Regions from separate parts of the Mus musculus genome. Here regions 1, 2 and 3 are each linked to region 4. A link is a contact called in public HiChIP or PLAC-seq and promoter capture Hi-C data. All regions are on one chromosome and are shown on one strand. The core of a region is the stretch at or near the end of the contact, and the rest is flanking DNA. Distances in the headings are between cores, read along the strand shown.

Region 1 (5,318 bases), core at 442-2,941, 660 kb before region 4:
TCCTGGACACGACTATTACAAGGTCCCGCCCTGGCCAGCTTAGCAGCAGGACAGAGGAAGCAGAATGAGGGCCATCCCCTGGGGGCTTTTGGAGCATATACTCCAACACCTTTTTAGTGCATATTCAAAAACGGAACCGTGTGCACATGCTGCTGCTCTCAGCTCAGGAGCTTTAGGCGTAGAATAGCACTTGGACACGGGGGACAGATATGTGACATAACATTTTATTTATCCTAGTGACATCTTCAGAATGCCACTATTGTCAATTTTTTTCTCCTTAAGGCTCTCCCCAGGATGGACAGAGGTAATGCATGTTCTACATTTTCAAACACATTGTTTACTGACAATTTTATAGAGTGTCTAGGAGGCTTTCTTTTGCCTTCCTCTTACCAACATGGTTGTCCTTAGCTGTGAAATAATCCTCAGGGAGCAGGTCTTCCAAAGTGAAGCAGAGAAGTAGGGACTTTGATTGTCCCCATCTCCTCTCCACAATTTGCTAAACATAATAGTACAGAGAATAGTTTATTTCTGGACAGAAAAGGAACTCGCCCCAAACCCCAGGGTCTCCTGGCCTGTCCAGCCTTGGAGCTGGTAAGAGCTGCCATGTCCTGACCTGTGAGGCTAGATGGACAGAGGGAAGTTCTATTGGCTGACCCAGAGGCCACCAAAGAATAGGGAGAACATGATCAAACTGAGCGACATCCAAGAGGCCCTGGAGATGGAACCCAGCGTTCCAGGGGAAACATGGCTTAAATGGATAAACTGCAGCTGCAACGGTCTTTTACACCGGGCAACTCGCTACGCTAGCTGGGGAAAGACACGAGGGGGCGCTGGTGCCCTGCTAGGGACAAAGCTTGTCCTGACCGAGCGGCTGAGCACCCATCAGCCGGAACCATGCCTGCAGCTCAAGACACTGCTGATAAGTGTTTGCTCGGTCGCCCCGGCCTCCCGCTGGCATGCTGGAGAAGCCAGAGCACTCCGAATCCAACCAAAAGCCTTACTTCTGTTTCAGTGGCCACTGACTTAAGGCAAGTGATAGGACCTCGGCTACCCAGGCTCATTATGAAACAGGGTCACTACTTGGCACCTACTCCCAGGAAGGTTTTGGTGAGATTAATGAAATACATGCCAGCTGGTACTTTTGTAAGTGCCCTTAAAGCAACCCAAACATCACTCCACACAATCATTTATTAACTAGATGGCTACAGGGCGCTAGCAGTGTATTTCAGTAGAGATTTATTATATTCCATTCTCTCTTTCAGCACACCTTTTAGTCCTTTGTTCTGGAAAAGACTGTTACAACTCTCCCCTCCCCGCCCCCGCGCCCCCAATACACACACTTTCTCTCTCAATAAGCCTCCGGAATAACTGCGGAGTGGTGTCCATCCAGGAAAATTACTTCAGAAACTTTACCGAGGTTTAAAATCAATAGCTTCTGGCCAGAGGTGTGCCATTTGGTCCTAGTCAGCTGTAAGCACTGACACACAACCCCCCCAAAAAAAAGTGGGGTGGGGGGGACAGCACACGTGGCTCACTGACTTACCTAGTCCAGATCCCAGCTGAAGGAGATAGTTGGCTGCCACCCTGAGGCATGAGTGAACAGGGTAGAGAGGGGCCTGAGCTCTGTGTTGGCAGTTGCCATGGTTTTGCTCCGAGTTCTGGAGCCAACCTGCCCACTACCTGGGGCACTCAGGTCACAGAAGCAGTAAGTTAGAAGTCTGTGGGGAACCTGAGACTGTGCTATCCTGGTGTCTGCCCACCCAGCTGTTGAGATGGAAGCCTCAGATTGGCAAGGGGGTGAAGGAGACAAGCCACTAGAGAAGGTGAAGTGAGGCTGGGATGTGAGGGAACCAGGGAAGGGCTGGTTTTGGAAAGCCACGAACATGAAATTCAAGGAAGGAGACAAGATGAGAAAATGGTGGAGTATGTGGGTTGGCAAAAGCCCCAAAGAACAAGAGAACACAATTCCTTCAGACAGTTGGGCCAGGGTGTAGCTCAGGAGTAGAGAGCTTGCCTGCCCTAGTCCTGGGTTTGACTCCCCAGAGCCGCAAAGCAGGGGTAAGCAAGTAGGAAACGTGTTTATCAAAGCTGTGTTTCTGTCAAGACAGTGAGAAGTCCCATTTGATCATTAGTTATAAAGGGTTACCCATGTCCATGTGAGCACACGTATGTGTTACGGTCTCTGTTCAGTTATGTGCTGTGTTTATGGAGTTAGCCAAAGTCCCCCACTCTCTACAGTTGGGGGGAACCTGTCCTGTACCTACTTTACCTAGCTTCCCTTCAGAGTGCTCTGAGTGTGGCTCTTCCTCTCCTGAACTCCAACGGCAAGTAATCCAATTGTTCTGAGAGGCTTTGAAAATGTGAGTTTAACCCTAGCACTTAGGAGGCAGAGGCAGATGGAGCTCTGTGAATTCAAGACCAGCCTGGTCTACAGAGTGAGTTCCAGGACGGCTAGGGCTGCACAGAGAAAGTGGTTTCATTGTTTGGGGGAGGAAAAAAAGCAAGCAAACAAAAAATCCTAAACAACAAACAAAAATCCCAAAACACAAGCAAACAAAAATGAAAAAAGACAAGAAACTTTAAGTTTCAAACCCAGTTAACACCAGTCTAATAATCCTGTGCTAAATCAGTAATATTTCAGACCCTTTGTCACCACTAGTTTTCAGTTCCCTTTGCTTCACTTTGTGTCACAAGTCCCTTGTTACCACCACCACCCTTTACCGGGTGCCCTTCATGCATGCCATGATGCTAACATTTAGAGATGCATAGACATTGGCCTGGCACCTCGGTATGTCCAAATGAAAGGAGACATGGGCCGGGCATGGTGGTACACACCTTTAATCCCAGCACTCAGGAGGCAAAGGCAGGCAGATCTCTGAGTTCGAGGCCAGCCTGATCTACAGAGTGAGTTCCAGGACAGCCAGGGCTACACAGAGAAACTGTGTCTCAAAAAACCAAAAAAAAAAAAAAAAAAAAAAAAAAAAAAAAAAAAAAAAAAGAAGAAGAAGAAGAAGAAAAGAAAGGAAACATGGTTGTTGCCCATCCCCCTGAGGAGTCACAGAATTCTTTCTGTGCCTGGGAGTTCTCAGTTATAACCAGAGGAAATGGTAGCTAACCTCACAGTCTTTGTGGGAAAAGAAAATTAGTAAATGTTTATCAAGAGCTTTACAATGTTTCTCAGTATAGCCAAGAATAATTATGAAAGAAATAGGTAAAATATTTTAGGTTTTCCAAGGAGAGGTTTTCAAAGATGGGGTCTTTTGGGCCAGACTCACTGACCTGGCAATGTTTTGAGAGAGGGAGGGAGAGAGAGAGAGAGAGAGAGAGATCATAGGGAAAATAAAGAAGGCCTTGGTTGTCATTTGCCAGTATCTGCCCAGCACTGGTCCTCAGGCCCAAGCCCCTCTCTGACTGTGCCCCTCCTTCCAGGTGGGGAGCGTTCCCTGTTTAGAGAGGAGCTCCAGCACCGTGCCCACGGGAGATGCTCTGGTCCGTCATGCCAAGGGCCTGAGCCAGGATACCTTCAAAATTGTAAGGAGCCAGCCTGAAACCTTGTCCCCCTAGCCTGGGAGGGATCAGGAGGCTTCTGACCCTCCTCTCCCACCACCTGATCTGTCACAGTCAGGATGGAAATGGGGAGGGGACCCACTGGAGCCTTGTGAGCACACAGCCCTTTGTGGTCCATTAAGAACTGTAGTCAGGCCAACTTGTCAGGCACTGGGGTCTGTCCACCTGCCTTTCCTCCACACCCCTCAGCCCCTCACCTTGCCTGTGACCTCTCAGTGTAAAGAATACCTGAGGCCTCTGAAGAAGTTCCTTCGAAAGTTGAACCTGCCCAAGGACCTTCCCCAGAAGAAAAGGATAAAGTATACGAAGCAGAGCCTTGAGGCCCTAGGGGGCCATATTAACACCTTTCTGCAGCATTATTGCCGAGCCTGGGAGATCAAGCACTGGAAAAAGTAGGCAGCTTCCTAGCCTTATCCCACCTCCATTCAAGATTATGCTATTGTCAAGATTCTCCAGGCATGAAGAGGGTTAAGATCCTGGGAGATAGCTGATGTTTAAAAAATAGGTCCCTCTAGCCGTCAGGATAGCACTGATTGTACCTTAGCTGTACACACAGTAGACAAAAGCCGTTCCCAAGAACCTCCAGGTGCCTCAGTGGGTAAGGCATTTGTTACTAAGCCAGATTATCTGAGTTCTATCCCTTATACTCACATGGTAGAAGGAGAAATCCACTCCTATTGGTTGTCCTCTGACCTCCACACATGCACTGTGGCAGACATACACATAGACAGACAGACAGACAGACAGACAGACAGACAGACAGACAGATACACACACACACACACACACACACACACACACACACACATTTTTAAGCTTCTCCTAAGAGCCCTTTCACCTTTAGATGAAGAGCTGCTGTGTGCAGGTGTTTGATACCAGCACATGGTATTTCTGTTCTGGTCTCCATCCCTATCCCCTCAACCTGAGACGGAGGAAGCACCTTGTAGCCTATTTCTGCCAGGTAGATCCTGGTCACAGGACAGTGCCTAGGAAGAACGGGTCCTAGTCAGCCTCTCTCACACTGGTCTCGGGTTTCTCTCTGCAGAATGCTGTGGCGGTTTGTCTCCCTCTTCTCAGAGCTGGAAGCAAAGCAGCTTCGTCGGCTCTATAAGTACACCAAGACGAACCAGACGGCCAAGTTCCTGGTGAGGCCTTCCAGAAAACTCCTCTGAGGTCCAGTAGGAGTTTGATTAATGTACTTTTAGATCATGAGGGTAGGACCCCAGCTCTGTCCTCATACAGTGGCTCTCAGATACCCTGCTCTTGGACACGTTTACTTCTTGAAATCAGAAAGAACTCCAAAAGATGTGATTATATTATAGCTATTAATATTTACTAAAGATTTTAGATAAGGAAATTTTAAGCATGTGTTTATTAAACTCTTTGAAAATTAAAATATCTATTTTATACACAGATATTCTATGAAAAAAATATTTATGAAAAAGTAACTGCCTTTCAAAAAAATCAGAAAGTAATAATGTTATATTTTGAGCTTTTTCTAGCATCTGGCTCAGGGAAGGAGCTGCACTCTCAGGTCAGCTTCCATAGTCAGTCTCTTATCTACAGAAGAACAGATATTTTTCTTTGCTGTCCTACCAAAATTACAACAAATAGTAGTTTCTTAATTGTGATGTGGAATTTGAACCAGATTGATAAACTTTTAAAAATTAATAGGCTTTGATTATTTGTTTTGAGAGAAGGTCTCACTTGAACCTACTCTGTATCGTATAGACTGGTGTCAGATCTGCAGT
Region 2 (5,268 bases), core at 201-2,700, 550 kb before region 4:
AGGTGAATAGCTTAGGTTTTGTGGGTCAACAGGCACAAACAGGGTTCCTGTGTAGCTATCCACGTGTTTTAAAATGTAATATGTTAAAGATACAAAAACTGTTCTTAACTCGTAGGCACAAAAAGTAAAATTAAAAAAATAAAAACATAACCTGCAGCTGCTAGGCCTTCTGGGATGCTGTTTGTTGACTCACTGTAGCTTTGTTCTTCCAGACAGACACAAATAATGAGGCTACAAGTGGTCTGCGATTCTGAGACAGATAGAAAAAATACAGGACTGGAGATATAGACGAATGGTTGGGGCCTTGCATAGCATGTATAAGGCTCCAAGGGCAGTCCCTACCAGGAAAAAAGAAGAGGGAGGAGGGAGGAAGAAGAGGAGGAGGGGCAGGGGGAGGGGGGAGGAGGAGGGTAATAACATACACATAGCATAGACACAGCTGGCATGGTGGAGGCTCATTGGAATACTTCTACCACTTAGAAGGAAAACTACCATGATTTCAAGGCTGGCCTTGGCTCCGCAGTAAGTTTAAAGACAGTTTGAGACCAGCCTGGGCTGTAGGAGACCCTGCCTCCCAAACAAAGCAACAAAGACTGTGAGCCAGATACTGTGGTGCATACCTACAATCTCAGTACTCAGGAGGCTGAGACAGGGGCATTGTGAGCTCAAGGCCTAAGCTCCACAGCAAACTCTTGTATCAGATAACATACAGACAGGAATGTAGTTATGGTGGTGAGAATGGTGCTGCATTCCTGAAGGCTCCAGCTGGGAGGTGAGTTAAAGCAAGATCACGGGAGTGCAGTGAGTTTGAGCGAAGCACCACAAGGCTCCCTTTCAAGTGGAAAGACACAGCAGGTCTTGGGTACTCTTCCTCAAGACCTAATGAGTCAGAATCTGCACCCAGGGGGAGTCCTTGATGGGGTCAAGGTTCCCAGATGCTTTATAGCATTTTATATAAAAGGCTTTTCTCGGGGTCCACCCCATACTTTCCTTCTCTGTTTTTTTATTGTTCTCCATCTTCTGTGTATTTCAGCAATTTTAAAAGATGGCCGCTGGGCTGGAGAGACAGCTCAGGGATTAAGAGGACTCGTGGGACCCAAATGGGTTCCCTGTAACCACATTGGGTAGCTCACAAATGGCTCTAAGTCCGACTCCGACTCCAGGGTGATCTGCCACTTTTGTCTGGGCTCCGAGAACATGTGCACGCACACTCACCTTCACATACCAGCACACAAGTGCACACATGCACATAATTAAGAACAGTCTCTGTTCTGGTCGCCCTTTACTGCCCTCCTGTTCACAGACATGGGTCCCACAGGACCTACCCGTGTTGGAATCACAGCCTGTTCCTTGTCACTTACCACAGACCTCACTTCCTCACCTATGATTCATCCGCACTGCTCTCCTAGAACAGCCCTTTACTGCCCTTCTCCTGTTCACAGACACGGGTCCCACAGGACATGCCTGTGTTGGAATCACAGCCTGTTCCTTGTCACTTACCACAGACCTCACTTCCTCATCTATGATTCATCAGCGCTGCTCTCCTGGAACATCCTGGGTAAAAGATAAGTTGTATCCCTTTTGGATGCATTCACTGGATGATATTGCTGCCTTCTGCAGTGCTGTGGGGAGCTGAACCCAGGGCCTTAGTGCATGCTAGATAAGTCCTCTACCGCTGAGCCACAGCCCCAGAATGGGTGATTTCAGATGATGAGTTCTCTTTGTATCACTCCACACTCTCAATCATGTGTGCTTCTGAGAATCTTCCTCTGGCTTTGAGAAGGACATTTTTTTCTGCCTTTCTAGACACTCATGACCAACTTCTGGTTTCACCCAGGGTCTTATCCTGTGGGAGGCCACAACAGAGAGAAGGTTTACTATCAAAATCCATTTTCTAGCCTCAGTATCCATCCTCTCTCCACTGTGGGAGATTGCCCCTGCACTCAACCATGTTTAGCAGTAACTCCAGCATCTACCCACTAGATGCCAGTCAGTAGCTGTTTCTCCCAATTTTGACAGCCAGTGCTGTCTCTAGATGTTGCTAATTGTCCCTTTGGGGAAAACACTGCCTGTAGTTGAGAACTGTTGGCTTTAAGATGTGGGTTGAAGCCAGGCAGTGGTGGTGCACGCCCTTGATTCCACCACTAGGTAGGTGAATCTCTGAGTGTGAGGACATCCAGGTCAAGAGAGAGAGAGAGAGAGAGAGAGAGAGAGAGAGAGAGAGAGAGAGAAGCAAACAAACAAAAGATGTGGCTTGAGAATGTAGCTTAGAGACAGAGCCCTTGCTGTCCACATGTGAGGTCCGGGATTCTCTTTCCAATACTGCAGAAAAACAGAAAGAATCCATTTGACTAGCTTGCAGACACACGGGCTTGGTAAGGGTTTCTAAGAAAGTTCTTTACTTTAGAAAGAGCTGGGGGTGGGGCAGGAGGTGGTGGTTCATGCCTTTAATTCCAGCACTTGGGAGGCAGAGGCAGAGGCAGGTGGATGTCTGTGAGTTCGAGGCCATCTTGCTCTACAGAGAGAGAGAGAGTTCTAGGATAGCCAGGGCCTCAAAAAAACCGAAGAAAGAAAGGAGAAAGGAAGGAAAGAGAGACAGGGACAGAAGATAGATAGATAGATAGATAGATAGATAGATAGATAGATAGCAAGTGAGCAAGCTGAGGGGCTGTTTCTCTCACCCTACCTGGAGAGGCACCTAGTGTTGGTGCTATAGGTGACACTTGACACTGGATGAAGAAAGACGCATTCTGATAGTGTCACTGGATCGATGGCCCTACCAGCCCCACTGCTGGGCTTCCTCTAGATTCCATCTTCACTAATCCAGCTTCCTGACTTGTCTCCCTGTCTCTGGGTGCCTTGTGTTCTTTTGTGTCCCTCTTTTCAGAGGGATGTTGCACTCACACTCCTTGGCTCTCTGCCTTAGTTTCCCCAGAGGATGCTGGCTTTAACTCTTTCCTTCTCCAAATTCAGCATGGGGGCCAGGACTGTCACCACTGTCAGGATAACCCAGCTCTCTGAGTCCACCTGATATCTTACCAACATCTCTGCACAGCTGAGGGGTCCCTGGAGCACAGAAGAAGAGACTATTTTGCTGGGGTACAGCAACCTTTCCGTCACCTGCGGCACAGTGGGCCCTGGAGCTGTTTCTAGGTCAGGAGCTGGAATAACCCCAACCTAAACCTTGTAGCTGGTTGTAGCACCAGACTCTCCTATTGAGGAGCTAGATTGAGAAGCAGAAATAGGAAATTCAGATGGGACAAGTCTTTGGAATTGAAAGGACCGGAAGGCTCCAGGGACTCAGACATGTAATTTTTGTCTGATTCCCTCCCTCTCTCCTCCCAGTGCCTGGAAAAGTCCTAGCCCACAGGAGGTGTTCAGTAAATACTTGCTGAGTGGATGGATGTGAGCCAACGGGCAAGCAAAACCTAGTCTGCCAAGGATGGCATAGTTGAGACTTTCCATGCGCCTAAAAAGACGAGGAGAGTAACTTCCTTAGTCCCTGACCAGTCCTGTCAAGGTTCTCATTGAGCATGGTTGGCTTCCTGACCCCTAAGTTCCATGGGACACTCAGGAATCAGAATAACAGGTTCCATTTTGTTTATACCATCTGAGAGGTTTAGCATACATTGCCAGCCTTTTCAGAGAGCAACAAAGGTCTTAATCTGAGCATATGGCCCACTTGGACAAATGAATTAATTTCTTAGCTTTCTGTAAATTAGATATGGTCATGTGATTAAGAGCTGGTCAACAGAATCCAAGCAGAAGTTTTCTGGGCTGGTTCTACAAGGCGTACATATGTTAGACTCCACTCGAATAGCTGCACATGGCTTAAAGATCAACCTGGCAGGGTGGCTAGTGTTAATTAGCAACTTGACTGATCTGGAATCCCCAACCCCTCTCCAGGAGTAAAGCCTAGAAGCATCCCTTCAAGGAACTATTTAGCCTCTTTGGGCGCCTGTGAGAGTGTGTGCTGACATAGGGTCCTTGAGGTGGGAGGACAGAAATCTAAAACTAGGCAGTGCCCTTCCTGGGTAGACAAAGGAGAAAGCCGAAGGCATGTTCTCATCCCTCTCTGCCTCTTGGCTTCGGAAGCAGTGTGACCAGCTACCACAAGCTCCTGCCAGCGTCACTTTCCCAGAGACGGACTAGAGAGTTTTGAATTATGAGTCAAAACAAACCCTTCATTTTACCATGGCACCAGAAAAGCAACCAAGATACCTGGGGATCCCTGGTTCTCAAAGACGAAGAAACTAGGAGCCAAAGATCCCTAGACTCCTCAGAGGCCACACAACACACCCCTGTGTTTCTCATGTTGTCCTTGCAGTGCACATTTTAATTCCTGACCTCATCCGTCCCTCACCAATCACTGCCAAGCCACTGCTATGTGTGTGGTCCATTGCTTTCTAACCATTGCTTCCATTTAAACTCTGTCTAAACTGAAGGAAGACACACTTGTAATCCCAGGACCTTGGAAGCTGAAGGTTCTGAGATCTGAGGTTATCCCCGGAAGGAAGGAAGGAAGGAAGGAAGGAAGGAAGGAAGGAAGGGAGGGGGAGGGAGGGAGGAAGGGAGGAAGGAAGAGGAAGGAAGGAAGGAAGGGAGGGAGGGAGGAAAGAAGTCTGGAGTGGTGCAGTGCTTGGGACGCTGAAGCAGGAGGATTGCTGTGAGTCCAAAGCCAGCTTGAGCTCAGTATGAAGACCCTGCCTCAAAAACAGAAAAGGGTAAAGGCCAGGCCCAGAAACTCACACGAGAGTGAGGGAGATGGGATCTGGATAAAACAAATGAAAACACAAACAAGCAAATAGAAGAGAAGAAACGAGAAGAGGGAGAGGGGCTGGGGTCGGTGCAGCTCAGTGACAAAGACAAAGAGGCTTGATCCTCAGCACCACCAAAGAAAAACAAAGGTGTGGGGCGCTGGGTGGCTGGGGTGGGCTCTGAGTAGTTTAACAAAGAGCGAGCTCATAGAGAAGGGTGATGACGTCACTAACTGATAACTACACACACACACACACACACACACACACGCACACAGGGCAGCCTGAGGTCAGATTCTTTTCCCGCAGTACTGCCCGTCCAACCCCTGGCTGCGTCTGACTCGGGCTTGCCTCTGCGTAGGGTTAGGAGCTTGGCGGGATGTGACCATTCTGCTGATGTTTTTCTTCTAAACTTTCTCACTACGCTTTGCCTGGTGTTTCATGTCTTTAGCAGTTTCCTGAACCTGTGTGCATGACAGGACTTTGCTCCTGAAGACTCTCTAAGGCCATT
Region 3 (5,109 bases), core at 2,196-4,695, 520 kb before region 4:
TCTTTCTCTATATCTATCTATCTATCTATATATAATTTAAATTTTTTTGTTTTTTGTTTTTTTTAATCCCAGCACTTGGGAGGCAGAGGCAGGCGAATTTCTGAATTCGAGGCCAGCCTGGTCTACAGAGTGAGTTCCAGGACAGCCAGGGCTACACAGAGAAACCCTGTCTTGAAAAAAACCAAATATACAAAACAAAAAACCCAAAAAACAAAACAAGCACTGGAATTAAAGGTGTGTGCCAACACTGCCTGCCTCTATTTATTTGTTTTATGTAAGAACACTGTAACTATCTTCAGACACACCAGAAGAGGGCATCAGATCCCATTACAGATGGCTGTGAGTCACTATGTGGTTGTTGGGAATTGAACTCAGGACCTCTGGAAGAGCAGTCAGTGCTCTTAACCACTGAGTCATCTCTCCAGCCCTGATCTTGAACTCTTGATTCTCTTGCCTCTGCTTTTCAAATACTATAATTATAGATCTGTATGGCTATGCCTAGCCTATCTACTTAGACCTTTTTCTGTATGTTCTTAAACTGATCTTGCATATGAATATACATGTATATATATGTGTACATATGTGTGTATACACACACACACACACAAGTTAGTGGATGTGACACATAGGAGGGGTTAAAGGGAAGAAAAGAAGAGGAAATGATGTAATTATATTTAATTTAAAAACAAAAACAATAAAAGATGTCAGTATGTGTACTTTCTTCCTCCTCCTCTTTTTTTTTTTTTTTTTTTTTGAGACAGGAGCTCTGTGTATCCCTGACTGCCCTGAAACTCTCTCTGTAGACCAAGCTGGCCTCCCAGAGATCCTCCTGCCTCTGCCTACCAATAATTTTATTGTATGTATGTAGGCTTGAGAATGCCATGTTCTGAATCTGGATGTCTGAGGACAACTTACATGTGCTATTCTCTTCTACTGTGTGTGTTGTGGGGACAATACTCAGGTGGCCAGGTTTGTCACCAAGGGCCTTTACTGGCTGAGTCACTTTGCTGGTTCCCAGCTTTACTCCTGGTTAAAAAAAAAAAAAAATTGCCCAAGTCTTTAGTTAGGTGTGTCACACCCCTTTATTCCCTGCACTCTGGAAGCAATGAGTTTAAAACCTGCCAGGACTCTATCGTTGCCAGGGCTACACTGTGAGATGTCTTAAAATTGTAGTTTAAAATAGTTGCCCCTGCTGGTCAGTGTTGGCACAGGCTTTTAATTCTAGTACTCCAGGGGCTGAGCAGGCAGATCTGACTTCGAGGCCATCCTGGTCTACTAGGACTACACAGAGAAACCCTGTCTCAACATCTCCCCCACACCCCAAAACACAAAATTGCTCCAATAATTGCTAAACATGTTAAGGGTTCTGTTCAATTCTAACAAATAAATGAATTAAAAACTGTTAAAGGGAGACGAAAGGATGGACCATGTAGAGACTGCCATATCCAGGGATCCACCCCATAATCAGCATCCAAACGCTGACACCATTGCATACACTAGCAAGATTTTATCGAAAGGACCCAGATGTAGCTGTCTCTTGTGAGACTATGCCGGGGCCTAGCAAACACAGAAGTGGATGCTCACAGTCAGCTAATGGATGGATCACAGGGCTCCCAATGGAGGAGCTAGAGAAAGTACCCAAGGAGCTAAAGGGATCTGCAACCCTATAGGTGGAACAACATTATGAACTAACCAGTACCCCAGAGCTCTTGACTCTAGCTGCATATGTATCAAAAGATGGCATAGTCGGCCATCACTGGAAAGAGAGGCCCATTGGACACGCAAACTTTATATGCCCCAGTACAGGGGAACGCCAGGGCCAAAAAGGGGGAGTGGGTGCGTAGGGGAGTGGGGGTGGGTGGGTAGGGGGACTTTTGGTATAGCATTGGAAATGTAAATGAGCTAAATACCTAATAAAAAATGGGGAAAAAAAACTGTTAAAGGGACCGGGGAGATAGATGGTGGTTGGAAGCACTGGCTGGATTTCCAGAGGACCCAGGTTCAATTTTCAGCACCTACAAGGCAGCTCACAACTGTATGTAACTTCTGTTCCAGGAAATCTGACTCCCTCACACATACAGGCAAAACACCAATGTACATAAAAAAAAAGTAATTAAAAAAAGTTAAGGCCCAGTTATTTCAGAATGCTGTTTTAGGGGAGTGGAGAGATGGCTCAGTGGTTAAGAGCCTGCACTGCTTTTTGGTTTGGAGCGCCTATCTGGCTCACAACCACCTGTAACTCCAGTTGTAGGCGGAGGGTTGGGACTCCACACAACATCCACAGAGATACACACATAATGAAAATGAAATAAATATTTAATGACAATTTTAAAAGGAATTGTCTTGGGAGGTATAGAAACTGTTGTTGAAAGGCAGGCCAGCATAAAGCCTTTCCTTGTTGTTTGCATTTCCCATGCTGCTGTAAATAAGTTTCCATTACGCTTTTTGTGAAATCTCAAAGGCTGTACAGAAAATAATAAAGGAACACGTTGACTCCCTCAAAAGAATATGGTGCTAAGAAAATATTAAGTTGATCACTCGAGAACTTATTTCAATTTCGTGGAAATCAGTCTAAAAGCATTCATTTTGTTGTTGGGACTGTCAACTTCTGTGAACGGAGGGAAATAACCGTGTCTTTAGGGCATGGAGATCCTGTTGTATGCTCCTTTTCCAAACGGTAACTTAGATTCTGCAGTAATAGCTGTATTCAAGACGAGTCCGAAAAAGTATTAACGACGCTGAAAAGAGGAAGAAATATGCAAAATACTTAAAAAAAAAAAAGGGCTGTAAAGTGTTAGGAATTAAACTCGCCGACAGGTCTCCGACCTAACGTTATCGCGGAAAACAGGGCTGTGCAACTGGCGGTGGAAAATTCCAAGTCTTCTTAAGTAAACCCGACTGCTTCCCTTAACTCCCAGCCGGACAAGTCCCACCCAAGCCAGTTCACGCGTGCTACGCTGGTCTAGCGCACGGACCAACGACTTTGCAGGGCATTTTCGCGCCATTTCGCTTGAAATAAGTGGAAGGTCAAGTCTACCTTTGACCTCTGCAAATTTTCCACAATCGCGGGAGGCAAAACTGGCTCTGCAAAAGGACCAAAGGGGAAAAGCCAGAAGTCTCACGTTAGGGATTTAAGGGGAAAAAAAGATGACAGGTTGAGGCTTCAGCCGCTTAGTAACAGCGGAAAACCCCCAGGGTACAGAAGCCCTAGGCTGGAGAAAACAAACCGGGCAAGGAGCGCGCTCCCCCGGTCGGCGGGCCGAGCGAGATCAGCGGTTGCAGAGAGATGCGGGGGTGGAAGGAGGGCGGGGGCGAGCTTGCTCTTCTTGACTCCTGATTGGTCTGTCTCAGCGAGCCGAGTGACGTCATCAGGAGAAAGGGGGGGAAAGAACGTCTGATTTGTATGGTGGGCGCGGGCGGGCGGGGAGCGAGTTCAGTGCGCAGGCGCAGCTGCTCGGCTCCTCTCGCCCGCGACTCGACCGGCCCAGCTCTCGCGGACAAGTCCCGACATCACGCGCCCCCCCCCACCGCCGCGGGGACCGCCTCCTCTTCACTCTCGGCTTCGTCGAAGATAAACAATAGTTGGCCGGCGAGCGGCGAGTGTGTCTCCCGCCTCGGAATTCGGCGGGCTGCGTGGGAACGGCGGGATCCCGGGCAGCCGGCCATGGCGGGGCTGTACTCGCTGGGAGTGAGCGTCTTCTCGGACCAGGGCGGGAGGAAGTACATGGAGGACGTAACTCAGATCGTGGTGGAGCCCGAGCCGGCTGCGGAGGACAAGCCGGCGCCGGTACCGCGGCGGGCGCTCGGGTTGCCGGCGACCCCCACTCTCGCCGGCGTCGGGCCATCGGAAAAAGGCCCGGCGGCGGCCCGCGACCCTGCCCCGGACGCCGCGGCCTCGCTACCCGCTGGCCGCTGCTGTCGCCGCCGCTCTTCGGTGGCCTTCTTTGCAGTGTGCGACGGGCACGGCGGTCGGGAGGCGGCACAGTTTGCCCGGGAGCACTTGTGGGGTTTCATCAAGAAGCAGAAAGGCTTCACCTCGTCCGAGCCCGCCAAGGTGTGCGCTGCCATCCGCAAAGGTTTCCTCGCCTGTCACCTCGCCATGTGGAAGAAACTGGGTAAGTTCCCCGCCCGCCTCTTTTTTTCTTTTCTCCCCTTATCCCCCTGGGCTTTTTATAGCATCAGCACCGCGTGGGCCTCCCCGGTACCAAGAGCGCTATCCATCAAGCGACGCTGTCCAACAAGGGATGCGAGTGAAGACTGTCATGGTTGGAGTTCTAGGCACACCGAGTGGCCTCGGAAACGCTAGGATGGCTTGTCTCCCAGCAACCGCTCCTTGCATTATCTCCTCCCTCCTACGATCAGGGGGCAACAGTCTCCCCTCTCCCTTCGCTAATTCACTTTGGTAGCAGCACGCTCAGAAGTGTTTGAATGCCGGCGCCAGATTGTAACCGAGGGATAAATTTAAGAAACGTTTCTACACGGGCTAGGTGAAAGAAGCAGGAGGTGGCAAGAATTGGAGCGTTCCCTTAGCATCTGTCATAATTTTGTTCTTGTTGGGCTTGTTCCTCTTGGTTGCCTCCTACCGGTGGTGTCACTTCTTCAGATTGACCTGAATGGCTCTGGCTCGATGTAAGTCAATTTAGAAGGGCTGAAGTGTAACATAGGCAACTTACTTTTGTGATAGTGTTTTGGGGTAATCCCTTGAATTGTTTATGAGAAAGGTGTGCAACGTGTTAAATATTAAATTGGCTCCATGTTAGGGGCATGTGTTAACTTCTTGGTGTGTGTGTGTGGGATACTTAGAATTGCATTCAGTTTTCCAAAAGTTCATACTGAAAAGCACTCATGTCACTACTCATCAAAGTAGTTTTTGGTAACAGGTATTTTAATTCCTAAAAGTTAAGTGTGATTGTAGTCCCATCTAAATTTTGAATCTCTCTGAGACAGACAGTACTTCTGTAGATAACAGAAATGCCCGAGGGTTATATGGCTGCTTATTTTGCCCTGGGTATATGGTGCATATTTTTGTTACAGAAAAGAATTTATGTTCCTGCCACTAAAAACCCTTCGTTTATAGTGGTGTAAGAAAGTCACTCTATTTTCATTAAA
Region 4 (4,735 bases), core at 922-3,421:
CCGCCTGGCGCCAGGCGCCCTCGTCCGTGCCCTCCCCCTCCAGCCCCGGGCGGCCCGCGAGGCGCCCCCCGGGGCCTCTTAAAGAGACACGCACACTCTGCCCAGGGGACTCCCCCAGGGGCGCCTGTTCCTGGGAAGGGGAGATGAGTGGGGGTAGACCCAGGCGGGGGTAGGGCGAAGCAGGAGTTGCGAGCCGCAAGGCGCCGCTCGAGAGGCTGCTTAGGCCGCCCCAGCACCAGTTTTCGATGCTACAAGGATATTCTAAGAAAATTTTGTTGGGGATGGGTCGATAAAGAATCTTAAGAGCGGCTAAAGCAGGTCATCCAGGTGACTACGTGATGGGGGTGGGGGTGGGGGGGTGGCTGGAGCTGTTGGTGGAAACCCAACCTGCCCTGAAAACGTCTCTGACCAGTCGCAGGTCCTTAGCTCTATAGGTGGGATTCAGATCCCCTAATGTAGCCACTGGGCGACAGCTGTCCGATTTCGTGGACCAATAACTCAGACCTTCATGTTTTAACTCTCAGGCCTAAACGGGTAGACCAGCTACTGTATGCTACCCAGGAAAATGACCAAAATACATACTTCGATACATACACATTTTTACAAGGTACTAAAGTGCCTGTCCCCATACACACAACTTAGCAAATGTCCTGCCAACTCGGAAAGCTGAACTGACTACTTCTTGTTCACCTCACTAACTGTCCAAGTGTGTTCAGACACATCTCTCCTGGAGGAGCCACATCCTGTCTGAATTGGAAGCAGTGCAAAGCTGCAATGGATCTCTCACCGGCTGCGAACACCGCGAAGCTAGAGCTGAAGGTTCACTGTGGGCAGAGAAAAGAGTGAGAAAAGCGACCTAGGAGTAAGGTCCTGAAGAAAAACCCAGTGGGGCAGGCGCGCACAGGGTTATGAAGAATTACAAGCGCCTGGTGTTGGCTCAGATGTATAGGAAAAAAGGTCGTGGAGGCCAAACGACTCCTGCTGGTCTCAACCCCGTACTGCCGGGGGCAACTAGCTTTTAAACGCCTTTCTGGGCGGTCAGCTACCAAGTGCCTGAAGACCTGGTGTATGCAGCGGAGGGGCAAGCTGCCTGGGCCACTTACGTGGTAGGTGCCTACCACGGGGACATAGGGCTGGAGCGGCAGAATTCGCTTATACTGGTTGGGAGGGTGGGAGTATCCACTGTGGCTAGTTCACACCCTGCTTCCCCTCCCCAACAAGCACAAGGGTGTGAGCCTCAACCCTAAACAGGCAAGTGTATGATCGTTTTACTCTGGGCACACCTGATTATGGTTTTACACACACACACACACAGAGAGAGAGAGAGAGAGAGAGAAAGAGAGAGAGAGAGAGAGAGAGAGAGAGAGAGAGAGAGAGAGAGAGAGAGAGAGAGAGAGAGAGGAAGATGCATTGGGGCTGTTGCCAGAGAGATAACGAAGACTGATCGTCGAAGGGGGTGTTCACACTTGCTGGCAAACACCTCGATTCCCATCCGCATTACTCAGCTTTCCTGAACTAGGGAGCCTTGAGCTTCCAAGGGACGGAAACAATCTCTAGAGAAGTGACTGAGAAGAAAAGATGCCAGAGTTTAGGAAGAGATAGATGGGCTTGCATCTCCAGTACCGGATGCGGCGAAAATTCCTTCTGGCGCGTGTGGAGAATCTGAGTTCTAGGATCAACTAGCGCGGCACCGCCTTGGGCTCTGTAGAAGGTGCGCTCACCTACCTGGTCCCAAGGATCCATTTTCCTACTCGCCAGAAGGTTTTGGCTTAGTGACCTGACACAGACCTTCTTTAGGCTAAATGCCCGGCCCTTCTGGAACCCCAGGTTCCTGAGTCTACGAGGGGAGGAGCAGGTGGGGGTGGGGACCCTTCGTTTCCCCAGCGCAAGGCGGCGTCCCGTTCCCGCCCGTGCCGGCCCCATCAGGGTTCTGCCATGGCTCCCCACTCACCGGCTCCGGACACCTGATTCGGCTCCGGGACCTCGGCCGCCCGAGCCTCCTGATTTGCCCGCCCACCGGCCTCGCTTTCCAGTGCCCGCAGCCTCCCTCTGAAGTGCATGGACCCGGGGCGGTGACCGGGAGTGGGGTGGGAGGCCAGGCTGGGTCGCAGGCAAGAGCGGCCGGGCCTCCCGGCGCGGGAGGGAAAGGGCGCCCCCTCTCCTCTCCGGAACGTGTCAATGCTTTGCACTTGGGGCCGGCATGCGGCTAGGGGGTCCTTCCCCAAGGCCCCGGGACCCGGGCGCCCCCTGCCTCAGGCCCTTACGGCGGGTCAGATCGGTCCTCTGCGCTTTCCAGCCCTCGCCCAGGCAGCGGCGGGCGCGGGCGGCGAGGTGGGGGCCAGGCCAGGGGGAGGGGTCTCGGGGCCCGCTGGCCCGTCATTGGTTAATATTTTATTCTGTTGACATGTTTTCTTACTGCTGAGGCTTCCGACACCTTCTCCCTGGCCTCCCCTCCCGTCCAGAGCTTGGCCTGAGCTGTCAAAACCCCGCCCCCGGAGACCCACAATTGGTCCAAAAAGCGTAAAATCAGCAATCAAGGGGGGCCTGGCTCGTTAGCGCAGGGGATCCGAACAGGGCAGGACATGTGAGATAGTCACAGTTTTCCAGAGATCAGGACAAGATCTAACCAGTCGCGCGTGGTCCCCGGCGCCGGAGCCGGCCAGCCCAGCCCAGCCCAGCCCAGCCCAGCCCCGCGCAGCGCCCCCTCCGCCCCCGCGTCCAGAGCCCTGCGCCCCTTGAGGTGCGCGGGACGGGGAGCCGGGAGAAGCCGCTGCCGCGCCCGCCGCCCGGGCCGTCCGTCCTCCGCGCGCGCCGCCGCCCGGGCCGGGGGTCCGAGGCGCGCGCCCCCGGCCCCGGCCCCGGCTCCCAGGAGCCTGGGCCGGATGTCCCGATGAGAGAGCCGGCGCTGGCAGCCAGCGCCATGGCTTACCACCCGTTCCACGCGCCACGGCCCGCCGACTTCCCCATGTCCGCCTTCCTGGCGGCAGCGCAGCCCTCCTTCTTCCCGGCGCTAGCGCTGCCGCCCGGCGCGCTAGGCAAGCCTCTGCCGGACCCGGGCCTGGCGGGGGCGGCGGCCGCGGCAGCAGCGGCGGCGGCGGCGGCCGAGGCGGGGCTGCACGTCTCGGCACTCGGCCCGCACCCGCCCGCCGCGCATCTGCGCTCGCTCAAGAGCCTGGAACCCGAGGACGAGGTGGAGGACGACCCCAAGGTGACGCTGGAGGCCAAGGAGCTGTGGGACCAGTTCCACAAGCTGGGCACCGAGATGGTCATCACCAAGTCCGGGAGGTAGGACGGGCCGGGCGGGCGGGCTCGGGGACCGCACAGCACCCACCACCACTGGGTCGATGCTCTCTCGGATTGCCCCCGCTCCGGCCCTGGCGCCACACTCCTTTCCACAGACAAGCAAGCTGACTTTTTTTTTTTTCCGTTTGGCTCCGGAGCGAATTAAAAAAGAAAAAGAAAAGCAAACATCTCTCGATTGAAATAAAACGAAAACACGTTCCTAAAGAATAGTCCCAACTGTTCTGAGTCTCAAAGCCCCGGAGACTCTGGCGGGTCTCCACAGCCCCTTGCGGTCTCACTGTTTTTTTTTTGTTTTGTTTTGTTTTGTTTTGTTTTGTTTTTGTTTTTGTTTTTTCCGTCTCCTGGACGGTCTGGAAGTTCCTAAGAAAAGGGATCTTTCCCGGATTCTCCGCTCTGATCACTGGAGTCCATAGTGGGACTAGCATCCCGCCTCCTGCTAGCTCCAGGCTGACCACTTGGTTCCGGCAGAGAGTTGTCCAGCCCACAGCTAGGCCTTGGAGAGAGTCTTGCTTGTCCTTGGAGCTTGGAGCACTGGACCAGCCACCTCTTGAGGCCTTAAAGCCAGAAGAAAAATAAAATCCCCAATCTTCCCAGCACTCCAGTCTCTGAAAGTCCAGGCCTCAGGTTCACCCTGTTCCCCCGAAATTCTAGGCTAGGGTTCCCTGATTAAGCCTCTAAATCGTTTCTCCCAGACAAAGACCTTGATAGTTTATTTCTTCAAGCCCTGTCCCAAGAGTTTATTTCCTCTCTACGAATTTCAAGGCAATTCAGAAAAGCCTAGTGTATCTCTAAAGGGCCTAGTTTCCTTTCCTGGGCATCAACCCTCATCTTAGATCAGAGTGGAGGAAAGGTCTCCAGACTGAGTGCAAAACGCATCCAAAGCTTTACAAAACAGGCTCTGGCCGGCAGAAATAGGATGTCTTGGGAGTAAGAAGCACAGGCTGGGTCTTTCCAGGTAGCAACACAGCACAAGTGGAGGACATTGTGACAAATTATGTAGATAGGGAAGCTTCAAGTAGGATGTCATGTCATTGTCGGGAAGGTAAAGGGACAAAAAAGAGCCGGGTCCCAATGGCATGTCCCCCTTCCCTCCCTCCGAGGCGGATGTTCCCCCCCTTCAAGGTGCGAGTCAGCGGCCTGGACAAGAAAGCCAAATACATCCTGCTAATGGACATCGTGGCTGCCGATGACTGCCGCTATAAGTTTCACAACTCCCGCTGGATGGTGGCAGGCAAAGCCGACCCCGAGATGCCTAAACGCATGTACATCCACCCGGACAGTCCGGCCACAGGGGAACAGTGGATGGCCAAGCCTGTGGCCTTCCACAAACTGAAGCTGACCAACAACATTTCTGACAAGCATGGCTTTGTGAGTGTGGGCAGGTTGGGAAGGTGTTGAGAGCCCAGGGGCCCCCACAGTCGAGTGGGTAGAA

Evidence for each region. Promoter capture Hi-C pulls out the DNA fragments that hold promoters and counts their contacts. HiChIP or PLAC-seq counts read pairs in DNA pulled down with a chosen protein or histone mark.
Region 1: a contact with region 4 is called in a promoter capture Hi-C map of trophoblast stem cells, with 5 times the contacts expected there. The contact joins the promoter of 1700125H20Rik here to the promoter of 2610027K06Rik in region 4. A contact is called at or near these places in 8 of 39 promoter capture datasets (the 3T3-L1 cell line, the C10 cell line, cranial neural crest and 4 more), 1 of 15 datasets of contacts at CTCF or cohesin (embryonic stem cells), 19 of 484 Hi-C or Micro-C datasets (the G1E-ER4 cell line, the N1E-115 cell line, cerebellar granule neurons and 2 more), 7 of 115 datasets of contacts at active chromatin or transcription factors (embryonic stem cells, pancreatic cancer cells and stem cell-derived neural progenitor cells) and 1 of 9 other capture datasets (embryonic stem cells).
Region 2: an H3K27ac HiChIP or PLAC-seq map of extraembryonic endoderm stem cells shows a contact between it and region 4, with 7 times the contacts expected there. The contact joins the enhancer-like site here to the promoter of 2610027K06Rik in region 4. A contact is called at or near these places in 1 of 39 promoter capture datasets (embryonic stem cells), 14 of 484 Hi-C or Micro-C datasets (B cells, differentiating embryonic stem cells, embryonic stem cells and 1 more), 2 of 115 datasets of contacts at active chromatin or transcription factors (extraembryonic endoderm stem cells and stem cell-derived neural progenitor cells) and 1 of 9 other capture datasets (embryonic stem cells).
Region 3: an H3K27ac HiChIP or PLAC-seq map of embryonic stem cells shows a contact between it and region 4, with 4 times the contacts expected there. The contact joins the promoter of Ppm1d here to the promoter of 2610027K06Rik in region 4. A contact is called at or near these places in 9 of 39 promoter capture datasets (the 3T3-L1 cell line, the C10 cell line, cranial neural crest and 4 more), 1 of 15 datasets of contacts at CTCF or cohesin (pro-B cells), 2 of 484 Hi-C or Micro-C datasets (embryonic stem cells and muscle stem cells), 8 of 115 datasets of contacts at active chromatin or transcription factors (astrocytes, bone marrow-derived macrophages, cardiomyocytes and 4 more) and 2 of 9 other capture datasets (adipose tissue and liver).

What each region holds. Positions count from the first base shown.
Region 1 is chr11:85,169,405-85,174,722 of GRCm38.p6, forward strand. It overlaps 1700125H20Rik (RIKEN cDNA 1700125H20 gene), which reads left to right and starts at 1,692. Exons shown (of 6, transcript NM_028589.1): 1 at 1,692-1,823; 2 at 3,430-3,531; 3 at 3,784-3,959; 4 at 4,613-4,712. The coding sequence starts at 1,773.
Region 2 is chr11:85,276,396-85,281,663 of GRCm38.p6, forward strand. No RefSeq gene overlaps it. Among named protein-coding and RNA genes, the nearest start is that of Ppm1d, 32 kb to the right of the region's middle. Within about 2 kb of position 1,451, at least 40 of the 459 cell types and tissues checked have an H3K27ac peak or open chromatin away from gene starts, as enhancers often do. A contact at or near this core is called in extraembryonic endoderm stem cells, where this site is marked.
Region 3 is chr11:85,307,809-85,312,917 of GRCm38.p6, forward strand. It overlaps Ppm1d (protein phosphatase 1D magnesium-dependent, delta isoform), which reads left to right and starts at 3,446. Exons shown (of 6, transcript NM_016910.3): 1 at 3,446-4,115. The coding sequence starts at 3,665.
Region 4 is chr11:85,830,217-85,834,951 of GRCm38.p6, forward strand. 2610027K06Rik (RIKEN cDNA 2610027K06 gene) reads right to left here and starts at 2,172. Exons shown (of 5, transcript NR_077059.1): 1 at 1,952-2,172. It overlaps Tbx2 (T-box 2), which reads left to right and starts at 2,399. Exons shown (of 7, transcript NM_009324.2): 1 at 2,399-3,285; 2 at 4,404-4,671. The coding sequence starts at 2,891. RefSeq lists an enhancer at 1-304 and a promoter at 1,934-2,924.